Linked DNA regions of Mus musculus: all the other regions are linked to region 3. Evidence: chromatin contacts called from public HiChIP or PLAC-seq data. All regions are on one chromosome and are shown on one strand. The core of a region is the stretch at or near the end of the contact, and the rest is flanking DNA. Distances in the headings are between cores, read along the strand shown.

Region 1 (4,101 bases), core at 557-3,056, 330 kb after region 3:
GTGACTGTACATTTTCCTCAGGTGGCTCCTCTTCGCTCTCAGAGTATAAAGTGTCTGATGCTCTGAATAAAGTTGGCTATTGCATGAGGCTTTAGTCTGATTCATTTATCGGCTCTTTTCTCCCAGGTCTCATGGCCAGTTAGAGCAGCAAACAGCCACATGATATGAGCTCTCTGGAGAGATACTATGTTATATACTACAATCTTTGCCTGTAACAGCCAGGTGATATGGGATCACTGGAAAGATACTATGTTATATACTACAATCTCTGCCTGTAACAGCCAGGTGATATGGGATCACTGGAAAGATACTATGCTATATACTACAATCTTTGCCTCTGTGTCTTAGTTACAGTTTTAAGGCTCTGAAGAGACACCATGACCACAGCAACTCTTATTTATTTTTATTTTTACTTTTTATTTTTTTGGTTTTTCGAGACAGGGTTTCTCTGTATAGTCCTGGCTGTCCTGGAACTCACTTTGTAGACCAGGCTGGCCTCGAACTCAGAAATCTGCCTGCCTCTGCCTCCTGAGTGCTGGGATTAAAGGTGTGAGCCATCACGCCCGGCTCACAGCAACTCTTATAAAGGAAAACATTTAATTGGGGCTGGCTTACAATTTCAGAGGCTTAGTCCATTATTATATGGAGGTATACAGGCAGATACAGTGCTGGAGAAGCAGCTGAGAGTTCTACAACTTGATCTGCAGGCAGCACAAGTGACTCTGAGCCACACTGGGCATACTTTGAGCATATGAGACCTCAAAGTTGGCCCCCATAGTGACACACTTCCTCCAACAAGGTCACACTTACTCCAATAAGGCCATACCTCCTAATAGTGCCATGCCTTATGGGCTAAGCATATAATGCATGAGTCTATGGGTCTGTCTTAATTAGGGTTTTACTGCTGTGATCAACAGACACCATGACCAAGGGAACTCTTATATGTTCAACATTTTATTGGTGTTGGCTTGCAGGTTCAGAGGTTCAGTCCATTATCACTAAGGTGGGAACATGACAGCATCCAGGCAGGCATGGTACAGGAGGAGCTGAGAGTTCTACATCTTCTTCTGAAGGCTGCTAACAGAATACTCACTTTCAAACAGCTAGGATGAGGGTCTTAAAATCCACACCCACAGTGATACACCTACTCCGAAAGGGCTACACCCTCTCATAGTGCCACTCCCAGGGGCCAAGCATATACAAACCATAACAGGGTTCATTACTATTCATACTTTGTAATACTGAAGGACTGTGCCTATTTATGTATCTGTCTGTCTATCATATAACTATCCTTTCTCACCATTTATCTACCTACTATCTATCAACAGTCTTTATATTTATTTTACTGTCTATTCAGTTCATCTCTTTAGCCACCAGGGACATATTTTTAGAACCTCAGTATGTGCTTGAAACCTCCATTTACATAGAGCCCTCTGGATGATGATGATGATGATGATGATGATGGTGATGGTGGTGGTGGTGATGGTGATGATGAGGAGACTTGTAACATCTTTATGCAGACCCAGGACTAACTTGTCCTTCCGTGTCTTAAGTCCCGCTGCCTCCATTCCATTACTACTCTTGCGTTTTGGAACCATTACTGAGTAAAAGAAGAATTTCTTAAAACAGCAGCACTGTGGTACCATAGCAGTCAATCTGACAACCAAGAGAGCTGCTAAGTGAGTAATTAAGGGGCTACTAAGTAGCTAATGACCCTACAAACTGGTGCGGGCATGCTGGGCACAGGATGACTCATGCCCAGGTGGGGACAGGGGAAGATACTATGTTGCTCAGAGTAATGCTCACCCTACAGCTCATGACTTGTTTATTTCTGGAATTTTGCGGGCAGTCGTTCTACCCTGTGGTTGACCGGGTAAGTGAAAGTAAAGAGAATAAAACCCCACAGATAAATGGGGACTACTGGATTTCCTGCTTCCTAATCTGGCATTTGCCGGTCTTTCTCCTTGCAGGGGTAGGGGTGTGTGTGTGTGTGTGTGTGTGTGTGTGTGTGTGTGTGTGTGTGTGTGTGTTGCATGAGTCAAGACCTAGGGCCTCACCCATGCTGGGCAACCACCCAACTGCTGAGTCACATCCTCTCTCTTTCTTTACTTTTTCTTTCCCCATTTATGAGACAGGGCTTTACTGTGAAGCCCTGACTGGCCTGCAGCTCACAGAAATCTGCCTGCTTTTGTCTCCTGAGCACTGGAGTTAAAGGCATGTGCCACCATGCCTGGCTACCATCCCTTTCTTTACTGTGTCTCTTGCCCCTCCTGGAAAGATTCTCTTCCTGGATTATGCACATGATCCCTGTCCTTTCTCAGTCCTTTGAAGCTGTCTTCTTAGGAGAACATACCGGAAACCGCATAATCTTTTATTTCTGTTTATGTTTTTGAGACTAAGTTTGACCATTTAGTCCAGGCTGGCCTTGAACTCCATCCTCCTGCCTCAGATTTCCTCCTGTCACAACTCATGGTAGAACCCACATCTTATTCGTCTTTGAATACTAACATTACAGAGCGCTTGGCTCCGTGTGTCTTTTTTCAGCTATTCTTTTTTTTTTTTAAAGATTTATTTATTTATTTATTATATGTAAGTACACTGTAGCTGTCTTCAGACACTCCAGAAGAGGGCGTCAGATCTTGTTACAGATGGTTGTGAGCCACCATGTGGTTGCTGGTATTTGAACTCCAGACCTTCGGAAGAGCAGTCGGGTGCTCTTACCCACTGAGCCATCTCACCAGCCCCCCTTTTTCAGCTATTCTTTTGTCTACTTTAAATGAGTTCATCTGTCTCACTAATGTTGCTGACATTTTCCCAAGAATAAAATGGACCTTGAGATGTTCCTGATTATCTAATGCACAAGAGTGGGGAGGGGGAGGAAACTCTGCCCTTTACTGTTGTGTGTTTCAAATTCTGCATTTATGGATATTTTCAGGGCAGTTAATGAGGAAAAGGCTAATCAAGGAGTTTTACTTCTTGATAATAAAAACACTATGTATGTATGTCTAGAGTATATGCACGTATGTGTGTGTCAAAGAACAATCTATACTTGGCTCTCCTTCTACAGTGTAGATGTGGGGTATTGACCTCAGGTCAGCAGGCTTTGGATCAAGTGCCTTTACAGAGCTGTCTCACTTCACACTTCTTCCTAACTTTCTAGTAATATACAATGCAGAAGCTGGAGGCTAGAGATGTAGCTCAGTTGGTATAATGCTTGTCTGACATGCCTGAAGCCCTGGGTCCAATCACTAGCACCCGCAAAACAAAGTATGGTGGTGCATATTTGTAACCACAGCCCTGGAAGCAGAGGTAGGAGATGAAAGAGTTCAAAGTACCCTCAGCTACATAGCTAGTTCATGGCCAGCCTGGGTAACATAAGACCCCTGACCCAAAAGAATATTTTTATTCTTTTGTTAGATATCCCTAGGAAAAGTCTCCATCTTGCTTGTCCATTAGAAGCAGGCTTAGTTTATTGACTAGGAGAGGCCATACTTTTCTTCTGGGACATTTTCTCATTTCTGTGATTTTATTCTTTTATGGTTTATCTATTTATATTTTATGTATATGAATGTTTTGCCAGTATGTCATATGCCATGTATGTACCTGATGTCCACAGTTGCCAGAAGAAAGTATTGGATCCCTGGAACTAGGGTTAGAGATAGTTAGGAGTCTGACATGTGGGTGCTGGGAACCAAACCCAGGTTCTTCGCTAGAGCAGCCAGTGCTCTTAATTGCTCTCTCTCTCCAGCCCCTATGATTTTATTCTTTCAAAAATGTTTTTTTTTCTTTTTTAAAAAGGGGCCAGTCTTGAAAACCCAAAAAAAAAAAAAAAAAAAAAAGACCAGAGAGATGTTTCAGTAGATAAAGGTGAAAGGAACCAAGTTCATGCATACATGTGTACACACACACTACCCAAGTATAGATTTTTGGTTTTGTTTTTTTTTCTAAGGTTTTTCTATTGAGCTCGAGATGTGACTCAGTGGTAAAACATTTGTCTTGCATGTGCAATGTCCTGGATCTGATCTCCAGACATAGGTAGGTAGGTAGGTAGATAGATAGGGCAAGCACCTACATGTTAAACTAGTTACTCAACATTACATT
Region 2 (4,222 bases), core at 194-2,693, 300 kb before region 3:
TGTGCATGTGGTGTGTATAAAATTCCATTAGCCAGGAATACTTGTGAGATGGGAAGAGATCTGGAATTTGAGGCCAGCCTGAGTTACTTAACAAGACTATCTCAAAAGGGAAAAAAAAAATCATTTCATTGGATGATATATAAACAAATGACTGACCTTGTTAAAACCAATGCAAAACTTACCATTAATTTGAAACAAATTAAAATGAAATGAGTGTAGTATCTAAAACTGAAAAGGGACAGTCTCATATTGGAAAAGCTCTAACTTGCATGTATAATTGAAATTTTTTATCTCATATCTGTTGGGTTGGAAGTTCATGGTCAGAGTGATTGGCAGAGGTGATTTCTTCTAGGAGCCATGAGTGAAGGAAGAGTCTGTTTCAGAGCCTCTCGCCTTTCCTTGTAATTGGCTATCTTCCTCATGTCTCTTTTAATGTATGTGTCATCATGTCTGCCTTTCCCCTTTCTGAGGACAGCAGTGACACTGGATTAGAGACTGAACAACCTCAGCCTGATCGTTTCTGTAAAAATACCATCTCTAAGCTGGGTGTAGTGGTTCACAGTCTCATTTTATTTTATTTTTTAAATTTCTATTTCAACTTTACCATTTTTTTTGATATTGTATTTATTTACATTTCAAATGTTATTCCCCTATCCCATTCCCCCTCCCCCTGCTTCTGTGAGGGTGTTCCCCCACCCACCCACCCACTCCTGCCTCCCCGCCCTGGCATTCCCCTACACTGGTGTATCGAGCCTTCACAGGACCAAGGATCTCTCCTCCCACTGATGCCAGATAAGTCCAGCTTCTGCTACATATACAGCTGGAGCCATGGGTCCCTCCATGAGTACTCCTTGGTTGGTGTTTTAGTCCCTGGGAGCTCTGGGGGCTCTAGTTGGTGGATTATTGTTGTTCTTTCTATGAGGTTGCAAACCCCTTCAGCTCCTTCAGTCCTTTCCCTAATGCTCCACTGGGGACACCGTGCTCAGTCCAATGGTTGACTGCAAGCACCCACCTCTGTATTTGTCAGGCTTTGGCAAAGCCTCTCTGGAGACAGTTGAGGCTCCTGTCAGCAAGCACTTCTTGGCATCCACAGTAGTGTCTGGGTTTGGTGTCTGTATATGGGATGGATCCCCAGGTGGGGCAGTCTCTGGATGGCCTTTCCTTCTGTCTCTGCTCCACACTCTGTCCCCGTATTTCCTTTAGACAGGAGTGTGAGTACAAGGCTAACATGCACAATATACTGAGCTCTCGGCCAGCCTAGGGTGGACTGTGAAAGGGAAAATCCTGTCTCGTATTTAAAGGCCACATGATGTTATACCAGTGCTTCTCAGCCTTTAAAGCTGCAACCTTTACTAACATTCCTCATGTCATGATGGCCACCCCCCACCATAAGGTTATTTCATTGTTACTGCATAACTGTAAGTTTACTTCTGTTATGAATCATAATGTAAACATCTGACATGCACGATACCTGATATGTGAGCCTCCCGAGGGATTGCCAACCCACTGGTTGAGAACAGTGGAAGTTATGGGGTCAAGAGCATAATGATTTTGAAAGAACAAAGTTCTGTTTACTGTTTGTTGGTGCCTTTGCAGGCAGCTAGGCTCACCAGCATTTAGCATCTTTACAAGAGGGCAGTTTACCACTGGAGTATCTTTAATTGTTTAATAACTTACATTCTTTTGTGTTTGTAGGCCTTTGTCTTAGGGTTTCTAGGTTTTTTTATGTTTTTGTTTTGTTTTGTGTTGTTTTTCAAGACAAGGTTTCTCTGTGTAGCCCTGGTTATTACCCTGGCATTCTTTCTATATACCAGGCTGGTCTCTGCTTCCCAAGGGCTGGGTTAATTAAAGGCAAGTGCTACCTCTACCACCACCCCACCCCCAGCTCAGCCTGCTCACTGGGCCATCTATGTAGCTCCTGCCCCCAGTTTTACCTTGTGTTCACCTTTAGAAAGCATATAAGTCCAAATCAAAACCAAGAATGCATAATCATTTCTCTTACCAAACCAAGTAATTTGAAATTTGCAGACTTTTAGCTCACTACCAGGCAGTGGTGGCATATGCCTTTAATCTCAGCAGAGGCAGACAGATCTCTGAGTTTGAGGCCAGTTTAGTCTTCAGAGCCAGTTCTAGGACAGCCAGGACTACACAGAGAAACTCTGTCTTGAAATAACAAACAAAAAAATTTGGCTCACTAAATTTACTGTATTTTTTTTTCAATTCAATTTTTTTCAATTAGCCCACGCCTGTAGACCTAGCCTACAGCTAGCTGGCTCAGAGAGTTTAATCTCATGGTGACATTGCACATCAAACAGTAAAGTGACCACTCATATTGTTGTACTTTAAGGGTCTTTTCAATGGCAGATTTAACACCAAAAATAAATAAAAGTGCCAGTTTTCTGGAAGAGCATCTGTGATGTTCCTCTGGCATTATACTTTTTTAAGATGTAATTTTATTTCTATAAATTATATATAGTCTATGTAAATATTTCATATAATTCAGATACTATTTAAGCTTTAACGTTAGATTGGATTAGATGTTTGTAATGTGCTGAATTATAATGCTCTTCGATCACACTTGAGGGTGGTGAGTGTGAGTGTGTGTGTGTGTGTGTGCGTGTGCGTGTGTGTACAGGCCGGAGGAGGATATCAGATGAAGTGCTGCACTAGCTGTAACCTTTCCTTAAGCCAGGGTCTCACTGACACTGGAGCCTGCGCGTTGGTCCGGGTGGAGTGGGTTGGTGTGGGGTTAGGAGGCTGGCTGGTTAGCAAGCCCATTGACCCACCTGTTTCCACAGCCCCCGCCCCTGGCAGTAGTGGGTGTGAGTGCAACCACATGAGCTCTTCTGTGTGCATGCTAAGAATCCACATCCCGTTCCTCACGCTTATATGCTAGAACACTCTTACCATTGCCTGATCTCCCGTAGCCCCTTCAAGCGCTTTTTAATGTGCATGCTGTTTCTCTGTGGGGATATGCTGTAACTTAGTGAGCTTTCTGTATTTCATTAGATTGTTTTGAGTACATACATAAGTGGAATTGCTGAATACATTCCTAGAGATCATAAAATGCTAAATCCAGTGTGATCATTTTTATTCTGACTAATTGGGAGAATCTCATTGTTGATGCCTTTCTCCCCAGTTTAAGCTAGTTCAAGCTAACATTTACCATTTGAAAACTCATCCGGTTCCCTCCCTGTCTATGGGCTTTTTGCCTGCCCAGTTCACTTTACTTATCATTAGCTTATTAACTTTGCAAAAACACTACCACAGCCATGCTGCTTATTCATTTACTTTCTTGCTTATTAATTTATTTACAAGTTGGATTTTTTTTTTTTTTGCTGTTCTTTTGGTTTTGATTTATTTCTTTATTGTTGATGTTGTTGTTTTGTTTGTTTGTTTGTTTTTGAGGCAGTGTCTCTACAGAGCCCTGGCTGTCTTGGAACTCACATTATTGACCAGGCCTGCCTCGAACTCAGAGAGATTTGCCTGCCTCTGCCTCCCTAAGTGCTAGGATTAAAGGCGTGTGTCCCCATGCCCATCGGATCATGTCATTTATAAACTGAGATTTAATTACTCTTTAGAGCAGTTGGAATCAGTTTTTTGCTAATTAGTGTTTGTGTGCTCTCAATAGGTTGTTAAAATCACACACTGCCCCACACTCCTGACTAGAGATGGAGATAGAATTAGAAGTAATGGGAAGTTTGGGGGCCTTCAGAATAAAGCTCCGCCAATGGACAAACTTCGGGGAATGGTCTTCGGAGCTCCAGTACCAAAGCAGTGTGTGGTCTTGGGGAAACAAATAGGTAAGTTAAACATGGGGTGAATTTTCAGGTTTTGTTTGTTTGTTTGTTGTTTTAACACAGTGTCTTATGAATCTCAGGTTGGCCAGGAATTCACCATAGGCTTGGAGGTGGCCTTGAATTTACTGACCCTCCTCCCACACCTCTCAGTGCTGGGGTGGCAGGTGCTTAACCACACACACACCCAGTGTCCGTGGTGCTGGGGCTAAACTGACTGATGATAGCTTTGCATGCTAGGCAAGCACTCCACCAACTAGGCCACAACCCCAGCTCCAGATCACAAAAGTCTCTCCTGTGGATTCCCTATTCTTTAATTTATTTTGTGGTAGGGGAGAGAGTTTACATATGTTAAGCAAGCATTCTACCACTAAGCTACATTCCCGGCTGAATGAGTATCTAGATCCAATTTCTGATTTGACTTT
Region 3 (3,888 bases), core at 1,282-3,781:
ATGCATTGATATAGAGCTGTCTCTAATTGTTTGCACAGCCCAAAGCAAAAAGAGCTGGAGCGACCACTCTAAGAAAAACTAAGTAGAGGATCACCTACTTGGGCCAATAGTTTGAATTCATTGCTTGTATTGTTCAAACACAGTAGATGTGTAAATGTGCAAAAATGACAACTCTTGGGATCCATCAGTTCTGAAGGCTATACTCAAGAAAGACTCTTGGGTAAGAGTGTAGCCCAACACTGGGAATTTTTGTTACTATTTCTTATGTTATATGGATAACTTGAAACCACATCATACAGTATAAGGAATTAATTTGTGCCCCTAAAGTCAGTACTTTTAAATGACTGTCATACCAGGAATGCAGTTGTTTAGTATATTGAATATCAGTTACTTCAATTCTACAGTGGCCTCTGCTGATAGGTTTACAATTTAACTATATTCTTGCCATGTTAGTGACTTGAGTTGATTGTCAAATCAAAAGGATTAATGTAAATAAGTAGGTACTAATACGTATGTAGTTATGTGTAGTATACATATATATTGCATACATTGTATATATTATACACACATCACATACATACATACATACACACACAGAGAGAAAGAGAGGTAGAGGAGGAAAAAGTCAGAGACAGCATTTCACTTAGAAATAACAGGAGGAAATCAAGCGCACATCTGGACACCTACAGAACTATGACTGAGGTTAGGCCAAGCACTAACTTATCGATAAAGTATCCCAGGATAGGGCTCCCTCCATCCACAGCTGGCTGCTTCCAAGAGATGATGATGTAATCCTTGTTAGCATCCAAAGACACCACATCCAAGGGTGCAGCTGGGGCTCCTTCGATCTCTGCATCAGCATCTGTAGAGACAGAGGGATCCCGTAAGCTGCTCAGCCAGGCTCTGCCAGCTCGGCAGACTGTGGTCACGGCGCACACATTTCCCACACGTCACAGTAGCTACGTAGTCGGCTTCACAGAGCAAGCTCCAAGTCTTATCATTTGTTCAGCAATATAACAAGGTATGCTTTCCACTTCTGGTGGAAGATCATTAGATGAGAGAATAAAGGGGGCTCTGAAAAGAACCCATGAACCTTTTCTTCTTGGTTCTCAAAATTTACCCCCCAAAATTAATAGGGAGATGTCAGCTAGGTGATTCATGCCAGAGAGTCCATTCTTAAGACATTGTTTGGCAATGGTACTCACCCAGGAGAAAACACTCCTCCCAACTGAACAATCTTTCCCTACGAGCTACACCTCTGCAACGCTTGTGAGTTACAAAGGTGTTTGATATGATGGCAGAAACCTTTGCAGACCTCTGGGTTTAATGTTAATAGGTTGGCGTTACTTGTGAAGAGCTCAGGTTACCTGGGTTTTGGACATTCTGTTTCATGACCTATAAACCATCAGGGCGTGTTCTCTGGGAAAATGTCTCCTGCAGACACACTAAATGAGAAGGACACCAACAAACCATGGCCAGGGCTGAACGTAGAACGTTTCCTGCATGCCAAGCAACAGGAAACGAGTGCTTTCCTGGGCACTCCCGTCTCTTCCCAGGCTTTGCAAGCAGGGCAGAGACAGAAGGAAGAGCAGAGCAAGAATGCAGTGGTGATGCTGATGCTGATGCTGATGCTGATGCTGATGCTGATGCTGATGCTGATGCTGATAAAGCCCAAGTACCAGAAGAGGCACTCAGAGGAGGTCTCTCTCTAGGGGAACAGCTAGCAACAACACAGAAACGTCCTTGTCTTAAAGGCCTATGACTCCACATACTGATGGAGTAATTCCCGTGTTAACAGAGCAGAGTCTAGTTAGCTGAGCAGCCGGCGATTCTGGGTTGTAATAGAAAGCAGGGGACAGGAGGTGTCCAGAGAGCCACAGACCAGCATTTCTATAACAAAGGGTGCAAGATGCCATTCAGGGGGTGAGCTTGAAGATCTATTAAGTTACTTAGGCATTCATCCGCATATGGCCACCTCTGGACCACACCTTCCATGTGCTGACCCTGAGGAAACATGTCCCAGAAAAGCCTGCCTCAAGGATACTAGCCTCTTCTTCATCAGCTGATGCTTCAACTCCAACTGACAAGCGCTCATTGTTCCAGGAAAGCAAAGGTTTCATTTTTGTGGCTTTTAATTCACAATACCACAAGAATAATCACAGTTTAGCTGTGTCTGGGGAATGGCGGCCCCACTGTCTGGTGATGATATTACTTCGTAAACAATCATGTCTTCTGTTTCCTGTATTATCTTCCACTTTTACTAACCTTGGGCATGGGTGTTTGTCAGAGTTGCTTTCCTAAGTTCATTTAACGCTCTTCTGGGTGCCCGTCCTGGCTAGTTTTATGTCTGCTTGATACAAGCTGGAGTCATTTGGGAAGAAGGACTCTGAATTAAGAAAATGCCTCTGCAAGATTTGCCAATAGGCAAGTCTGTGGTGCATTTTCTTAGCCTTGGGGATTGATGGGAGGGCCCAGGCCAATGTGGGTGCTGTCATCCTTGGGCTGGTGGTTCTATAAGGAAGCAGGCTGAGCAAGCCACAAGGAACAGGCCAGTAGCCAGCATTCCTCTGTGGCCTCTGCATCAGCCCCCCACTCCCTTGGGCTCTGACTCAGCTTCCCTCAGGGATGGATTTGTATGCTGTAAGACGAACTAAACTATGCGTTGCTTTTGGTCACAGTGCTTCATCGTAGCAATGCAGTGGTAAACTTTTAACAATAGTTAAAAGTATTGTTCCTGTTCTCAAGATGGGCAACACAGTGTGGGGAGTCTAGCATGGTGGGAATGTATTCTGAGGGGCGCTCTCAGTGTCCAGCTCCAGCAGCTCCTGTCCAGCTCCGGGCCACAGAGCCCACTAGCCAGCATTTATCCTCTTCAAAGCTTCTAGCTTTCTCTCTCTCTCTCTCAACTTCCAAATAGCCTAACTTCCTATGGGTTGATTAATCTGGTCAAAGATTAGCCTGTTACTCATTATGGCCTCAGACATAGGCTAATAATAATAATAATAACTTTTTTCAAAATGTTATCTTATTGTTTATATTTATTATAGAGGTAGTTCATGATTATCAAAGAGATGATAATCAAGAAGGTTAAAATCTCCTTTAAATCTGTAACTCAGAAATAATGGCTACTGACATACTGGCCTAAACTAAAAGATGAAAAAATATTTTGAGATGGGTCTTGCTAGAATTTATGGCTCAGGCTGACCTTGAACTGGGGATCATCCTGCCTTGGCCTGCTGAGCGCTAGGATTGTAGCTGTGTGCCAGCACGTCTAGCAAAAATGATAATGATTATTACTAGTCCAGGCTGGCCACAAACTCATATTTGATCTACTTGCATTTTCTTGTGTCCACTCTTATGTGGGTTATGGATATATGCAACCACATAAGAAATAAATCCTAAATATGATGATTTTTTAAATAACTTGGGTCATGGTGTTCATGCAAACTTCTTTTTCTTGATACATTTCAGGAAGTACAGATATACATCATTCGTTTTCACTGCTGCATAGTAGTTCTTTATGTGAAGCATGAACTTCTTATATTTATTCATATATATTTATACCTTTTTATTAAAATATATGTACAGATAAAGACATTTTAATTTAGTACTCTCATTGGTAAGCAACTCTGGTTTTATGTCATATTTGTCTTCATCTTTGTCCATTTTGTCCTGGAACTGGAGAAGTAGGACTGTGTGCTTTAAATACATAGTTGTAAAACATCCTCAGAGACTTTGAACCAGTTCATAATCACAGCCTCGTATAGGAGGACCGGCTTCTGCGTCCCCCTGCCCTGGTAGAGTTGTTTTTATTATGTGTATTATATGTGTGTGTGTGTACATGTGTATATGCATAGGCATGTGTATGTGCACGCATGTATGTCGACC

What was found. HiChIP or PLAC-seq counts read pairs in DNA pulled down with a chosen protein or histone mark.
Region 1: a CTCF HiChIP or PLAC-seq map of the NIH/3T3 cell line shows a contact between it and region 3, with 5 read pairs. The contact joins two enhancer-like sites. A contact is called at or near these places in 1 of 15 datasets of contacts at CTCF or cohesin (the NIH/3T3 cell line), 2 of 484 Hi-C or Micro-C datasets (the C2C12 cell line and muscle stem cells) and 1 of 115 datasets of contacts at active chromatin or transcription factors (neural tube).
Region 2: a contact with region 3 is called in a CTCF HiChIP or PLAC-seq map of the NIH/3T3 cell line, with 5 read pairs. The contact joins two enhancer-like sites. A contact is called at or near these places in 2 of 15 datasets of contacts at CTCF or cohesin (the NIH/3T3 cell line and pro-B cells), 6 of 484 Hi-C or Micro-C datasets (the HPC-7 cell line, the N1E-115 cell line, bone marrow-derived macrophages and 3 more), 1 of 115 datasets of contacts at active chromatin or transcription factors (bone marrow-derived dendritic cells) and 3 of 9 other capture datasets (adipose tissue, embryonic stem cells and liver).

The regions. Positions count from the first base shown.
Region 1 is chr17:70,726,871-70,730,971 of GRCm38.p6, reverse strand. The region is part of intron 6 of Dlgap1 (DLG associated protein 1); the gene reads right to left. Among named protein-coding and RNA genes, the nearest start is that of Gm36746, 11 kb to the right of the region's middle. Within about 2 kb of position 1,806, at least 181 of the 459 cell types and tissues checked have an H3K27ac peak or open chromatin away from gene starts, as enhancers often do. A contact at or near this core is called in the C2C12 cell line, the NIH/3T3 cell line and muscle stem cells, where this site is marked.
Region 2 is chr17:71,352,967-71,357,188 of GRCm38.p6, reverse strand. Smchd1 (SMC hinge domain containing 1) reads left to right here. Exons shown (of 48, transcript NM_028887.4): 45 at 3,632-3,803. Among named protein-coding and RNA genes, the nearest start is that of 4930471L23Rik, 40 kb to the right of the region's middle. Within about 2 kb of position 1,443, at least 21 of the 459 cell types and tissues checked have an H3K27ac peak or open chromatin away from gene starts, as enhancers often do. A contact at or near this core is called in the NIH/3T3 cell line and pancreatic cancer cells, where this site is marked.
Region 3 is chr17:71,058,099-71,061,986 of GRCm38.p6, reverse strand. Myom1 (myomesin 1) reads right to left here. Exons shown (of 37, transcript NM_001083934.1): 11 at 721-862. Among named protein-coding and RNA genes, the nearest start is that of Myom1, 40 kb to the right of the region's middle. Within about 2 kb of position 2,531, at least 39 of the 459 cell types and tissues checked have an H3K27ac peak or open chromatin away from gene starts, as enhancers often do. A contact at or near this core is called in the C2C12 cell line, the NIH/3T3 cell line, muscle stem cells and 1 more, where this site is marked.